2 separate regions of the Anas platyrhynchos genome follow, and region 2 is linked to region 1. The links are chromatin contacts, called in public Hi-C maps. All regions are on one chromosome and are shown on one strand. The core of a region is the stretch at or near the end of the contact, and the rest is flanking DNA. Distances in the headings are between cores, read along the strand shown. Region 1 holds the start of CDC42BPA (CDC42 binding protein kinase alpha). Region 2 overlaps CDC42BPA (CDC42 binding protein kinase alpha).

Region 1 (6,358 bases), core at 1,428-3,927:
GAACAGGATGCCCTTCGTAGATTCACTGCACCCACGAGCTGAAGCTAACAACTGTAGGAACCTCACTTTGCCAAGACCCACATCTCAACAGGAATGCCAAGGGTGCTGGTTTCACCAGGAGTGCTGGCAGGCAGCAGAGACAGCTCAGCAGCATTTGCAAGATAACAACACCGTTCATGTGACACTTCCAAATGCAGCCACTAGAAACCGTTGCTCCTACATTTCACCTCACAACCCCTCTCCAACAACTCAAGTTAAAAATCTGAAGAGTAAAACTGGCAACAGACAGAGGGCTCTGACAGTGCTTCCATGAAAGCAGGAGGAACTGCTCTGACTTGAAGCAGGAGTCCTGCTAAGGCACAGCTGCAAGCAGGAGAGCAAAAAGTTGAAGAGGCCAGCAAGAAACACTACTTTGGAAAGGCCGAAATAAGGTATTATTTCCATTAGTGCTCTGTAAAACTTGTTACAGACAGCTTCAGGCACTGGCAGATCCTTGGAAGGATCCATTCTTTCCATCAGACATTAGAATTTACAGCAGTCAACACGATGTGCTCCAAACACATGTATTCTAACAGTATGATTTTACTTGATTTTTTTTTTTTTTAATAATTATTATCACGGTATCAGATGGCTAACACCTCTACAGATTACATTTTCACAAAAAATTCCTGTGACCCAATGTATTTTCCAAGCCTTTCATACCTTCTGTATAACACAACACTTTGTGTATGGAGATTCTGCAGAAGTACCTTTATTACTACTTCTTCCTTAGCTAGAATGTATTAATTACAGACCATTCCTCTAAATAAGAAGAAAGCAAAAAGCAATGCACTATGAACAGCAAAGAAACGTAATTACAGAGTCAGATGTCCTTTAGATGTCACTATGACTCCATTAAGGAGCAGGCACACAACACACACACGCCTCGTGTTGTCAGATCAGTTATCAAAACAACGTCTTTCCTCCGTGACTTCATTACACACAACCCAAACAGCTCATTCATCAAATGCCTGCTATGTTGGGAAAATGGGCTTTTTAAGAAAATGGTGCCTTCCAGATGCAGTTATTACAAACCAGATGCGAGAAATAGTTCTGAAAGGAAACAGAAGTACAGCAAGACTTGAAGTTTGAAGGTCACATCCAGTAAGGGTTAGCATCAAGGCTCTTATGGCAGACTGCTACTTCGCTTTGCCAGCTATATGTAGAAGGAGGAAAAAGAACCAAAAGGAAAAAATAAAGCCAGCCAGTTCTGTAACAACTTCAGAAGAACTGGACTGCCGTCATTCAACCGTTCTCATTGAAAACTTATAAATACAGTGATGTTGCACTAAAACTAAGGAAGAGAATGGAATGGAGGATGGGGAGGACACCATTTCATTCTGATTTTCAACTTCATCTCCTAAAGTCAGCAATGATGCTACGTTAAAGAAAACGAAGTATTTATCCCCATTTTCACTCCAGACAACAGACCGAGGATTGCCTACTGAGCTGTTGGTCTCCAAATATCACAGAATTGGTCCCTCATCCTTCTCTATTCCCATTACCTTCAGGACACAAACCCCAACACCTGGGTATATACACTTCATGGACCAGAATCTGAACCATGCCAAAAACATAAAGTCCATTTTACACACACACCTCAAAAACAAATAACCAATAGGAACCTCTTGTCAGGACCACCAGCACCATGTTCAAGTGCAGTTCAGCTGACAACATTTCACAGGAACACACCGTTAGACTCAGTCCCCTCTCACCCATCAATGCCAAAGACAAAGCAGACACCAACACGGGCACACGCACCCAAAACAAACGCACCTATTCCAACTTACCCCATTCCAGATACTCGAGGATGTTCTTCTCTCTTCTCAGCGGGGAGTTATTGCACTCATCGTACAGGCAGATGAGGATATCCAGCAAGGTCTCCACGCTGAAGCACTGCCCGTTGCTTTGGGTCGGCCCATCCAGAATGAACTGCTCCAGCTGCTTCAGGCGCACTTCTCCAGACATGGCTGTTTCGCTTTGCATTGGGGGGTCTTTTTTAAGTATACTTCATCCAAAAAAAGAAAGAAAAAGGAAATGTCAACCGGATTTTTAATAAAATTGTGGTTGTGCTTCATTTTTAGGTCCCTTCAGCATTCCCAGCTTGAAAGTGAAGCCCAGCAAGTTTCAGACACGGATGCATAGAGCGCGTGTCTGCGTGCATCGTTGTTAAGAAGAGAAAAACCACTTAATATGGTTAGCGATGAAAAATATCTATCTGTTTCTGACACGTCAATGGTAACAGCTACCCTGAAATTCAACCACGGCTGCGTAGAGCCGATTTCACCACCCCAGCCGCCTCAGACTGAGCCGTTTGCACGCTGAGGCAGCTCTCCCCCTCCATCCAGCATTCGGGTCACGCAGGACGAGCCCGAGCGGGGTCCGACCGCATCCCTACGGCTTCGGATCCCCCGTGCAGCCCTCAGCCAGGCCTGCTGAAGGCACAGCCCCGTCCCGCGGAGCCTCGCCCTTCCTCCGCCTGCCCCCGCTGCTTACCGGGTGTCCTCCCGAGGCCTCTCAGCGCTTCAGGGCAGCCGACGGCTTCATCGCCCCCCGCTCCTCCGATGCAGCGCCAAGGGGCGGCCCCGGCACGGCGCAGGGGAGCGCTGGGCGCCCTGTCAAAGCCTCCCCATGGCCGCGGCGCCACCGCCGCCGTCCTCCCTCCCTCCCTCCCTCTCCCTGCTCTCCGCGGCTGCTGCTGCTGCTGCTGCGCGTCCCGCTGAGGCCCCGGCAGCGGCTTCACTCCCGGCGGGGCGGCGCTGCCCCGGCCTCGCTCCCCCAGGCCAAGGGCATCGTTCCCCGGGGCGGGCGTCCCCCCCTCAGCCCGGCGCCCTCCCCTCAGCCCGGCCCGGCCTCGCTCACACGCAGCAGCCGCCGCCGAGCTCGCGGCAGCCCAACATGGCGGCGCGGCTGGGGAGGGGGGAGCCGCCGCCGAGCGCCGCCGCAGCGCGGGGAGCCGAGCCCGGGAGCCGCCGCTACTGCTGGGATTGAGGGGAGGAGGCTGCCGGGGGCGGGGGGGCTGCAGCAGGGAATGCAGGGAGACGGGCGGGACCGGGACCGGCCCCGGGGAGGGGAGGCTCAGGGCAGCGCGGCCCCGCCTCGGACCCGGCCCCGGCTCCGGCTCCGGCTCCGGCTCCACACGGGGCTCGCCCCTCGCCTCGGGACGGCGGGGCGCGGGCAGGCGCTGAGGCGGGGCTCCCTCGGCCGCCTCGTGTGCTGTGGAGAAGGAAAATGGATGGGCTGTGTGTGCTTCAGGGAGGAGCAGCGCGCTGCCTGGTTGGTAAGCACGGGAATGACAGCCAAGGGCTTGGACAACGTCTTGTGGAAGGAAGAAACTCTCCTAGCAACTCATGATGAATGACAAAATGTGCAGAGAATTTGACTCCAAAAGCTTTCTACACAGAAACTCTCCACGAAATGTCTTTGGAACTGCTGAAAATATAGGTGAGCTTGTCAGAGGTAGAAGAATTAACATTAAGCTATGACGTTGGGGACAAGGCAAGGGTTTCCTTCCTATTGGCAACTGCATTGAAGACAATGATGATACTCATATTGCCGTAATTAGGAAAAGTCTTAATTCAAACCTATTTTAAAGCTTCAGCACAGCCCTTTCAGGGAGAGAGCAGGGAATGATCAGCCCTCTCCCACTGCACACCTTGGGTCTTGTCACCACAGCAAAGAACGAGGTCTTCTCCTGCACTCTACGAGTGGTGTTGGACTTGGACCTGCTTCAGGTGTTGCAGAAGGCAGAGCAGAGAGGACGCTCCACGCTTCTGCTGCATTCAGCATGCTCAATTGCCTCTTCCCAAGCATCATACATGGTGCTCCTAACCCCAGAGTTTTATCCTTATCCTCTCCTTATCTCTGGACACAAATTGGCGGCACTTTCCAGGGGATAAGAAAAGCTCTGTAGGAAAGAGCATAAATGCAGCAGCTGGGAATTGTTGGAGATGAAAAGAAACACTAACTCTGCATGTCTGGATCTGCCTGGGTGCCAGTACAAAAGCTGCAGTGAGAGCTCCACTGTCATAACGACAGTGTACCTCAGAACAGGAGGGAAACCCTTGCCTTGTCCCCAACGTCATAGCTTAATGTCAATTCTCCTACCTCTGACAAGCTCACCTATATTTTCAGCACTTCCAAAGACATTTCGTGGAGGGTTTCTGTGTAGAAAGTTTTGAGAGTCAAATTCTCTGCACATTTTGTCACTCATCATGAGTTGGTAGGAGAGTTTCTTCCTTCCACAAGACGTTGTCCAAACCCTTGGCTGTCATTCCCGTGCTTATCAGTCAGCGCGCTGCTCCTCCCTGAAGAACAGCCCATCCATTTTTCCTTCTCAACAGCACAAGACGGGAGTCGCTGCCCTGTGCCTAACTTCACCCCAGTGAGTTTACACGCGGTTCAGAGATCCTGAACATCACTTTTCTACAAATCTAAGCAAACTGCGTGGGACTTGCGTTTACTCCTAATGCCATGTTTCATCTTCATCTAGATGGGTACTTCAGAGTGCTTGCGTATTATATACCTCAGTGAAGAAAAGTGAAAAATATACATAAGGATGCTTGTTATAGCGAAAACAACCAAAAAACACCAAACGCGGAGGGTCTTGTGCCGGTTACCGAGCTGGGGGCACCCGCCTCAGCGCCTGCCCGCGCCCCGCCGTCCCGAGGCGAGGGGCGAGCCCCGTGTGGAGCCGGAGCCGGAGCCGGAGCCGGGGCCGGGGCCGAGGCGGGGCCGCGCTGCCCTGAGCCTCCCCTCCCCGGGGCCGGTCCCGGTCCCGCCCGTCTCCCTGCATTCCCTGCTGCAGCCCCCCCGCCCCCGGCAGCCTCCTCCCCTCAATCCCAGCAGTAGCGGCGGCTCCCGGGCTCGGCTCCCCGCGCTGCGGCGGCGCTCGGCGGCGGCTCCCCCCTCCCCAGCCGCGCCGCCATGTTGGGCTGCCGCGAGCTCGGCGGCGGCTGCTGCGTGTGAGCGAGGCCGGGTCAGGCTGAGGGGAGGGCGCCGGGCTGAGGGGGACGGCGATGAGGGAGGGAGGGACGGACGGATGGTGCCCGCCGCCCCTTGGCGCAGCATCGCAGGACCGCTTGGCGATTGAACCTTCGCCTTCCCTGAAGCGCTGACAAGCCTCGGGAGCATGCCCGGTAAGCATCAGGAGCAAGAGGAGGAAAGGCAAAGCTCCCCGCGACAGCACGAAGTAATTTTTGAACGAAGTAATGCTTAAAACAGACCCCCCGATGCAAAGCGAAACAGCCATGTCTGGAGAAGTGCGCCTGAAGCAGCTGGAGCAGTTCATTCTGGATGGGCCGACCCAAAGCAACGGGCAGTGCTTCAGCGTGGAGACCTTGCTGGATATCCTCATCTGCCTGTACGATGAGTGCAATAACTCCCCGCTGAGAAGAGAGAAGAACATCCTCGAGTATCTGGAATGGGGTAAGTTGGAATAGGTTTGTTTTGGGTGCGTGTGCCCGTGTTGGTGTCTGCTTTGTCTTTGGCATTGATGGGTGAGAGGGGATTGAGTTCCTGTGAAATGTTGTCAGCTGAAGTGTATGTAAACGTGATGGCAGTGGTGCTGACAAGAGGTCCCTATTGTTTATTTGTTTTTGAGATATGTGTGTAAAATAGACCTCATGATCTTAACGTGGTTCACATCCTGGTCCATGAAGTGTGTATACCCTGGTGTTGAGGTTTGTGTCCTGAAGGTAGTGGGAATAGAGAAGGATGAGGGACCAATTCTGTGATATTTGGAGACCAACAGCTCAGTAGGCAATCCTTGGTCTGTTGTCTGGAGTGAAAATGGGGATAAATACTTCGTTTTCTTTAACGTAGCATCATTGCTGATTTAAGGAGATGAAGTTGTAAATCAGAATGAAATGGTGTCCTCCCCATCCTCCATTCCATTCTCTTCCTTAGTTTTAGTGCAACATCACTGTATTTATAAGTTTTCAATGAGAGCGGTTGAATGACGGCAGTCCAGTTCTTCTGAAGTTGTCACAGAACTGGCTGCCTTTATTTTTTCCTTTTGGTTCCTTTTCCTCCTTCTACATATAGCTGGCAAAGAGAAGTAGCAGTCTGCCATAAGAGCCTTGATGCTAACCCTTACTGGATGTGACCTTCAAACTTCAAGTCTTGCTGTACTTCTGTTTCCTTTCAGAACTATTTCTCACGTCTGGTTTGTAATAAATGCATCTGGAAGGCACCATTTTCTTAAAAAGCCCATTTTCCCAACATAGCAGGCATTTGATGAATGAGCTGTTTGAGTCGTGTGTAATGAAGTCACGGAGGAAAGACGTTGTTTTGATAACTGATCTGACAACACGAGGCG
Region 2 (7,134 bases), core at 4,091-6,590, 40 kb before region 1:
ACAGGGGGAAAGATGAAAAAGATGGGAAAGACAGTTAAGAAAACGGGGGAGGGGAAAAAAGGGCAATACTGCTTTTTCAAAAGTAGCCAGCCCACCAGAAACAAGCACCGAGTTTCAAAGTAACACACGGTGAACTAACAGCCTCACCTCTGTGGAATAACTAACGCAATCTGAGCACAACACTCCTTTGGCTTTTCTTATCAAGTCTTAGCTCTTATGACCAACCTCTGGATTGAAGGGGGTGGGAGGTGTTATTGTTCATACCTAGATGCCAAAATTCAGGAATGCTTAGTTCTCAAAGCTACAAACATCGTCTTCAAAATATCAACAACATAAACACTAATATTTGCTTGCACAACCAAGCAGTGAACATTTTTTTTAAAAGCAGAAATAGAAGGAACTGAAAAATTCGATATTATTTAGAGTCTTAAATCAGCCACATTTTTATCCTGCAGTGACATACCAATGAGAACTGTTGCCTACTGGAATCAACAGCGGTCCCTCACTTTTCCTAGCAGCCTCCTTCAACTTCCAAGTTTAAAGTCTTCTTGTTTAGGGTTGTCTGTTAAAGTTTTTCCAACCATGTGCCTGAAGCCAGCAAAATGAAAACCCTTGATGTCCACATCATGAATTTCACTGGGATAATCCTCCTCCCAAGGAAAACATTTGTGTTTTCTAAAGGCAGCACTCTTTTACTCTAAATTTTAAATAAGTACGTGTATGCATGGAGAGGGAAGGCAAAAGGAAGCATTCTCAGAGTGACATCAAGCAGGGTAAGGACTTCAAGGAAAAAGGAAAGCTAAGAACCTCTTACAGTTATAAGCAATACTTGAACTGTTTTTTGTCTACATCAAACTTTCATGAACAAAAAGGGAAATATTTATTAACTACGCAAGTTAAAAAACACTGAGTAGTGTAAAACCAAAATCAAAACAAGTCTGAGACTGTGCTAATGAAAGCTTGCACTAAAACTTCATAGTCTATGGAATTTCAGAATTATGCTGCTTCAGGAGATGAAAATTAATCTTCCCAAAAACCTAGAGAAACTTTGGTCTCATTTACAGTTTGCTGGAAAGAAACCATCTTCTGCTTAATCTGTCTCTGCAAACTATTATCTACTGAATAATAACAAATATTTTGCAGCTTAATATCATTATGGTGCTTGGTGGCTAAAGTAGCAGCAACATTTGGCAATCCTTTTTTAAACCTTGCTTATATACTTACTAGTTATTTGGAAAGAAAACTCTTAATTTCATACAGAATTTGTTTCCTAGACAAACGTCTAAGTAGGACTTTAAACTTGTATTTAAACTAGTCAGTAGACCTAACATATATGCTTGCAAATACTTTAGAAATCCCACTTTAAGAACGTATAAAGTCAAATATTTTCATTGAAAGAATTTCAGTTTTCCCCTTACTGAAGATTTTGATGATTAAGTGGTCATGCTGTCTTTCTTAGGTAGGGCATTATGAAGAAACACTGTTCCTAAAAGCCAACTACCGTGTTGTGTGGACTGTCCCCAGAAGAGGATGGGGCAAGTTACGCTCTCACTATCCATGGTATGATTCATCACAAAGAAGCTTCCTTCGAAAGCACTACAGGGGTGGGTGGGTGTGGGAATTAGCTGCTCTGGAGTTTGATGCTGATTCAGCAGACTAAAATGACCTCTTTTTGAAAGTGTAATATAAGGCAGGTTTCATGCATGATTCTTCTGACAACAAAGTACTTACACAGTGATTTTTCTTACATCCTGTATGATTTGTGCATGAACTGAGCTGCAACTACTATGGCAACACTGAGAAAGTCACTGATTTATGCAGAAACATTTGCATCAAGATGGTGAATGCAGCATTACCTTTGTGGCAAAGGTTAAGACTGAAGATGGATTATCCACGAGTGGATACTACATTACAGTAAAAATTCCTGTTCCTTAAGTACTACCTACAGAATTTTGTTCTTCCATAATCAGACTAGTAAAGCCTAATTTTTCACATTAAGCAAATATATAAGCAAACCTGAAAACTCGTCCTCGTCTGCCATCAAAGCCCCCAGAGATGCTTTTATATCAATGAAAACATAACAGTCTGAAAAACATTTCCCATTCCAGAAGAAATTAAGACATTGCTCAGAATCTTTTCCTTGTACTTTGGATTTCAGTGCTCAGATTTTTATTTTTTTTTTGAGGCAATAAGGAATAACTTCTGCAGAAGCTTTGCATATTATTCTCATTTGTTGCACATTTGGCCATCAAAAAATTCTAGGCATTGTTACACGTTTTCTTGCTCCTTCTATATAAACAGTGACTTAAGTGAAGAACAAAGCACATTCTTAATATAACTTAAGAAGGGGGGCAGAGAGCTAGTGTTTATTCATTCCAGTTTCCTCAGCCTGTATATTCTGACATCCCTAGTAGCCATAAAACTTAGTGGCGAACAGCCTTGCCTGAAACTTGAAATAAAAGATGGTTTAATCAGAAGCAGCTACTTTTTTTTTTTTTTTTTTATAGTTTGACAGTAGTAGGTGACAACTAAACCAGAACCTAACATTTGGTAAAATCCTTACAAGAAATATAGGAAAAAAAATCAAACATTAATTTTAGGAAACAAAGCAACAAGAATAGAGATATTTCTCTGTGTTCCTAGTATGTCAGTATCAGTATCTGGCAATTCAAGTTCTTGAAGACTACTTTCAGGCAATTCAGTTATTAGGATGATTGGAAAAGACTATATCTTCACACCATCAGTAACTCAGTGGTCTCTATCTGCTGACTCAAAGAACTATAGTCAAGTAAATGACTTATCAGATGGCTGAAATATGGTCTTTTAGCCCATGTGAACTTGCCTTCTCTCAAAAGTTAAGAGATTAAAAAGAGCTGTAAAGGGCTTCCAGAGAAGATACAAAACAAAATATAATTGCTTCAAGGTTTAGGTTGGCCTAAAATATCCCTTCTGCCTGAATAATGTAAAACTTACACACTGGTATGAGGCTATGAACTGTCTCTCCTCAGTGGGGCAGATCAGCAAGTATATTCAGATCCTTCCTTTTCCACAGACATACCTCACCAAAGGCTCCTCGCCCAATCACCTTCAGGATCTCAAAGTCTTCTTTATGTAGTCGCATCTGTTTCACTTTAGATGTAAACGGTTTTGCTGAAACAAGGAAAATATCAACCATTAAAAAACAAACAAACAAAAAACCACAATGAAACATAAAATGTAATCAGAGTCCTGAAAACAACAGACCATTTTGCTTATATACCTATATTCTCTAATGTAATGTAACAAAACGTAAAGATGGAAATAACAGGCAGTAGAACTAAGACAAAACTGCTGTAAAAAAAAAAATTGATTTTACCTTTATAGAAAAGGAAAAAAAAAAGTCCAATGATACAGTCTTTTGAGATCATAGACATCTACTGCATTTGTGTTTTATGTGATCAGTGATCACAAAAGGAAAGGATAATATAATGAGGAGTTCACTTTGGACAATATGATTTTCTCTGCCAAACAGGAAAACGCTATTGTATTTGATATAAAATTAAAATGCTGATGAAAGATGACAAGAAGGATAATACTGGCCTCATTTATGCATCATGCAATATTTTTTATAGACCACTTCTTCAACAGAGAGGACACTTATGGGTTAATTCTTTGCTACCGGCAGCAAGAACAGTTTTATTCACAGAATGTTATCAACACATTCAGTGGAAAATACCCTACCTGTATAAAGTGGGTTTATCAAAAAAATAGAAGAACACAAAATAAAAAAGAACCTGTCCCCCCTATATCCCCTTCCTAAATCCAACACTCCCACCTCCCCAAAAAAGAAGAACAAAACAGAAAAACAGAGGGTGGGAGGGGAGCAACAACAACCAGACTTTAATTTTTTTATGCTCCATTACAAGAATAGCATTAAAAAAAAATAATTCAAACCACCACATTTCAAGTTCATATTTCCAAGGTTTGGGTGGGAAGAGAATTAAACACGCAACATTTAACTTAATTCTCATGCTAAGAGATGATATAGGAATTACTTAACACCAGGTTGGATGTTCTCATCCAAATGGAATGATACATTGTCAAGTCAAAGATTTAATACTTACTATGTTTCAGACAAAAGAAGTTCTTTACAGTTATTGTGCCTATAAATAATAGCATTCTTTTCCCCTACGCTTTGTTTCTCTGAAGCACAAAGGGTTTAGTACTTCCCTCTTACTCTTGCAAACAATTCCACTACAGTAAATACACAACTTTATGAGGTTGACTTACTAACTTTATATTCTTAAATTGAGAGATTTAGACTCTTAAAATAAAACAAAGATAGTATATATACATACATAATATATATATATATACACATCAATTTAGCACTGTTTGTATCCATATACAAGTATCCATAAACAAAATTTAACTCAAAAAATGCATTACCTTGCCAGAGTCCATGAACTGAAAGACCAAGCACCCAGTTTGTCATTGTAGGTTTGAAATGACTTGACAAGGAAAAATGGTAGGCCAAACTATTTACAAATACACCCTCTCCATAGGCAGCTAATGAATTTGGAAATAAGGTTTTTCTTGATTATCATATAATTTGACTGTACAAGCCATTGATAACAACAATTGATATTTTTGCCCTGAAGAAGTAACATTTATTTTTAATTTTATTTTTCTTATCAGCCTTAACATGTTCTTTTTTTCTAAGATTCTTCGGATGCAATGAATCTAACATGAGTTACATTTGTTATAACTCTAGGAACATCAGTTTTTGCCTAAATAAATGAACAGACAAGTAGGTTTTAGGTCCAAATAGTAATGATGTAGCCATAAGGCACCAAGATTTGCACTCATTTTAGTGATATTTTTACCTTCAATTTATACTCGTTTTATTCAATATATTTAATTGTACAATTAAAGTGCAGGGTATTCTTTTAAAATGTAATTCAACTGAAGTATTTTTCTCAAGCTCACTGAGATCCCGAACTTTCAACCAATTTTTTAAAACATAAAAAAAAAAAAACACAGGACTTTTTTTTTAAAAAAATAATGTAAAAAAAGTCTTGCAATAAACAAAATAAGTGACAGCAAAATGTACTGCCTTACTGGGACAGCAAAAGCTGTGCTGTTCCAAGTAATTTAATACAAATATTAACACTACTGATGTCTATAACTGAACAAATTAGAACATCCTATTCAAGTCTTTTAACTTGAAAAACAACTGATTGAAAACAAACGTGTAGTTCTTGACTTCGACTTGTTTTTTGGACCATTGTAGGCCTGGATAGCATACAAGGCAAAATATCTTGTTAACAAGCAACAGCATAGCTATTTAAACCACAAAACTCTTCCTCACTTTATATTGTAAGGAAAGGCCTGTCATTCTTTAATTATTACATTTTGGATTCTTCCAGGGTTCCCATAGGGACACTGGAAAAATAAACATCATTAAAACTACTTCAGTAAAATACAACAGGCAAGAATACGTTTGGGTACAGTTTAATGATTTGTAGCATCAGTGTTAGTGGAAATGTTAGTAAACCCTAGCACATATATATAAATATATATTTTAATCATCTGTAGCATTAGAAATGTCAATGTATAGTCAAGCAGTTCTATGATGGAAGATAAAGTCCAAGAAAAGAAAAGAAAGAGGAAAAAAAGATCTGCTCTTGGAATGTACTCTAAATAGCTCGTTCCAAAACAAAAAAGAAAGGTCAATTTGCTTTATCATCTATGTTGTTTGCCTGCTGTACAAACATCTGCTGTTCTTGTGGCAACAGCCATCTCTCGCACGGAAAGTTTGGCCTAGGCAAGGGTCTTGGAAGGCAGCTCTTCAGACAGCAATTTCATACTCCAGGCTTTCCAGACTATGAGGTTCACAGGCAACTGATTTGGCAACGCCACACGAAGACAGCAAACCTCCTGGTCAGAGAAGGGTTTTCCAAATGCAATATGCTCTAAGGGGCCCCTGCAACGCTGCTCTATTAAATTATATGGGTACACAACACCCCAACCCCAGTTAACTCCCCCTTTCCATTAAGGGATTCATAATGAAGGTGACAGTTAGAAAATAATGCTCATTTTCAGAAAGAGCAGCAGTTTCCTTGACTGGTAATAGTGCCTGTCTGCAGCACTTTGAGGACACTTATTAGCATTACTTACGGTATATTTAATACCAAGGGATTTAATTTTTAAACTCATGGGGATAAAAGTCCATCTCTCCTTCTCCCTTCCTCACTGCAGAGAACTAGAGCTGCTGTATGCACAGGGTTAAATTCAATCAAGGTGAGATGAGGATCACAAACTGCTTAGAGAAAGCACCTGCAGGCTTGGAGCAGCAATTTAAAATGTGCACTCACAGTTGATTTAAAAATAAAACAAAACAGAACAGGGCAATATTAAGGAATTCTAAAATTCTAGAGATTTAGAAACTAAAAGCTGAATCCACCACAACTGTTAAAACCAATGGTGAAAGTTCATTGTAACAGAAACAGGGAATTGAAAAGGAAAACAGCCTATATCCATCAGCTAGTTTTCTATCTCAAGAGAAAACCCCTTTCCTTCATCAGTTAAAAATAATTATAAATCATACGAAAGATTCATAGAATGGCTTGGGTTGGAAGGGACTTTAAAGATCACCTAGTTCCAACATCTCTGACACCTCAGGTTGCCCGAAGCCCCATCCAACCTGGCCTTCAACACCTCCAGGGATGGGGCATCCACAGCTTCTCTGGGCAACTTGTGCCAGTGCCTTACCACCCTCTGAGTGAAGAATTTCCTCCTAACCTCTAATCTAAATCTCCCCTCTTTTAGTTAAAAACCATTCCCTTTGACCTGTCATTATCTGCCTGAAAAAATGCCACTTTCCATCTTTTTTATAAGCCCCCTCTTCAGTATTGAAAGGCTGTAATGGGGTCTTCCCAGAGCCTTTTCTTCTCTATCAGCCTTTCTTCACAGGAGAGGTGCATCACCTTGCACTTGGCTTTGTAGAACCTCATTAGGTTCACATGGGTCCACTTGAAAAAAATAATATAAAAATACACACAGAGCTTTCCCTTGCAAAGAGGAAAAAACACTTGACCTAAGAAACTGTCCCTCATACTACCAAAAGTTTCTGCAATTCCTACTAACACCGTC

What was found. A called contact is a pair of places that touch in the nucleus more often than the background predicts.
Region 2: a contact with region 1 is called in a Hi-C map of subcutaneous adipose tissue, with 2.1 times the contacts expected there. The contact joins the enhancer-like site here to the promoter of CDC42BPA in region 1. A contact is called at or near these places in 6 of 8 Hi-C or Micro-C datasets (F1 follicle, F5 follicle, liver and 3 more).

The regions. Positions count from the first base shown.
Region 1 is chr3:19,723,511-19,729,868 of IASCAAS_PekinDuck_T2T, reverse strand. CDC42BPA (CDC42 binding protein kinase alpha) reads right to left here and starts at 2,677. Exons shown (of 37, transcript XM_072035491.1): 1 at 2,536-2,677; 2 at 1,830-2,047. The coding sequence starts at 2,025. XDH (xanthine dehydrogenase) reads left to right here and starts at 4,864. Exons shown (of 38, transcript XM_072035488.1): 1 at 4,864-5,466.
Region 2 is chr3:19,765,032-19,772,165 of IASCAAS_PekinDuck_T2T, reverse strand. CDC42BPA (CDC42 binding protein kinase alpha) reads right to left here. Exons shown (of 37, transcript XM_072035491.1): 3 at 3,059-3,150. Among named protein-coding and RNA genes, the nearest start is that of CDC42BPA, 41 kb to the right of the region's middle. Within about 2 kb of position 5,340, at least 1 of the 8 cell types and tissues checked has an H3K27ac peak or open chromatin away from gene starts, as enhancers often do. A contact at or near this core is called in subcutaneous adipose tissue, where this site is marked.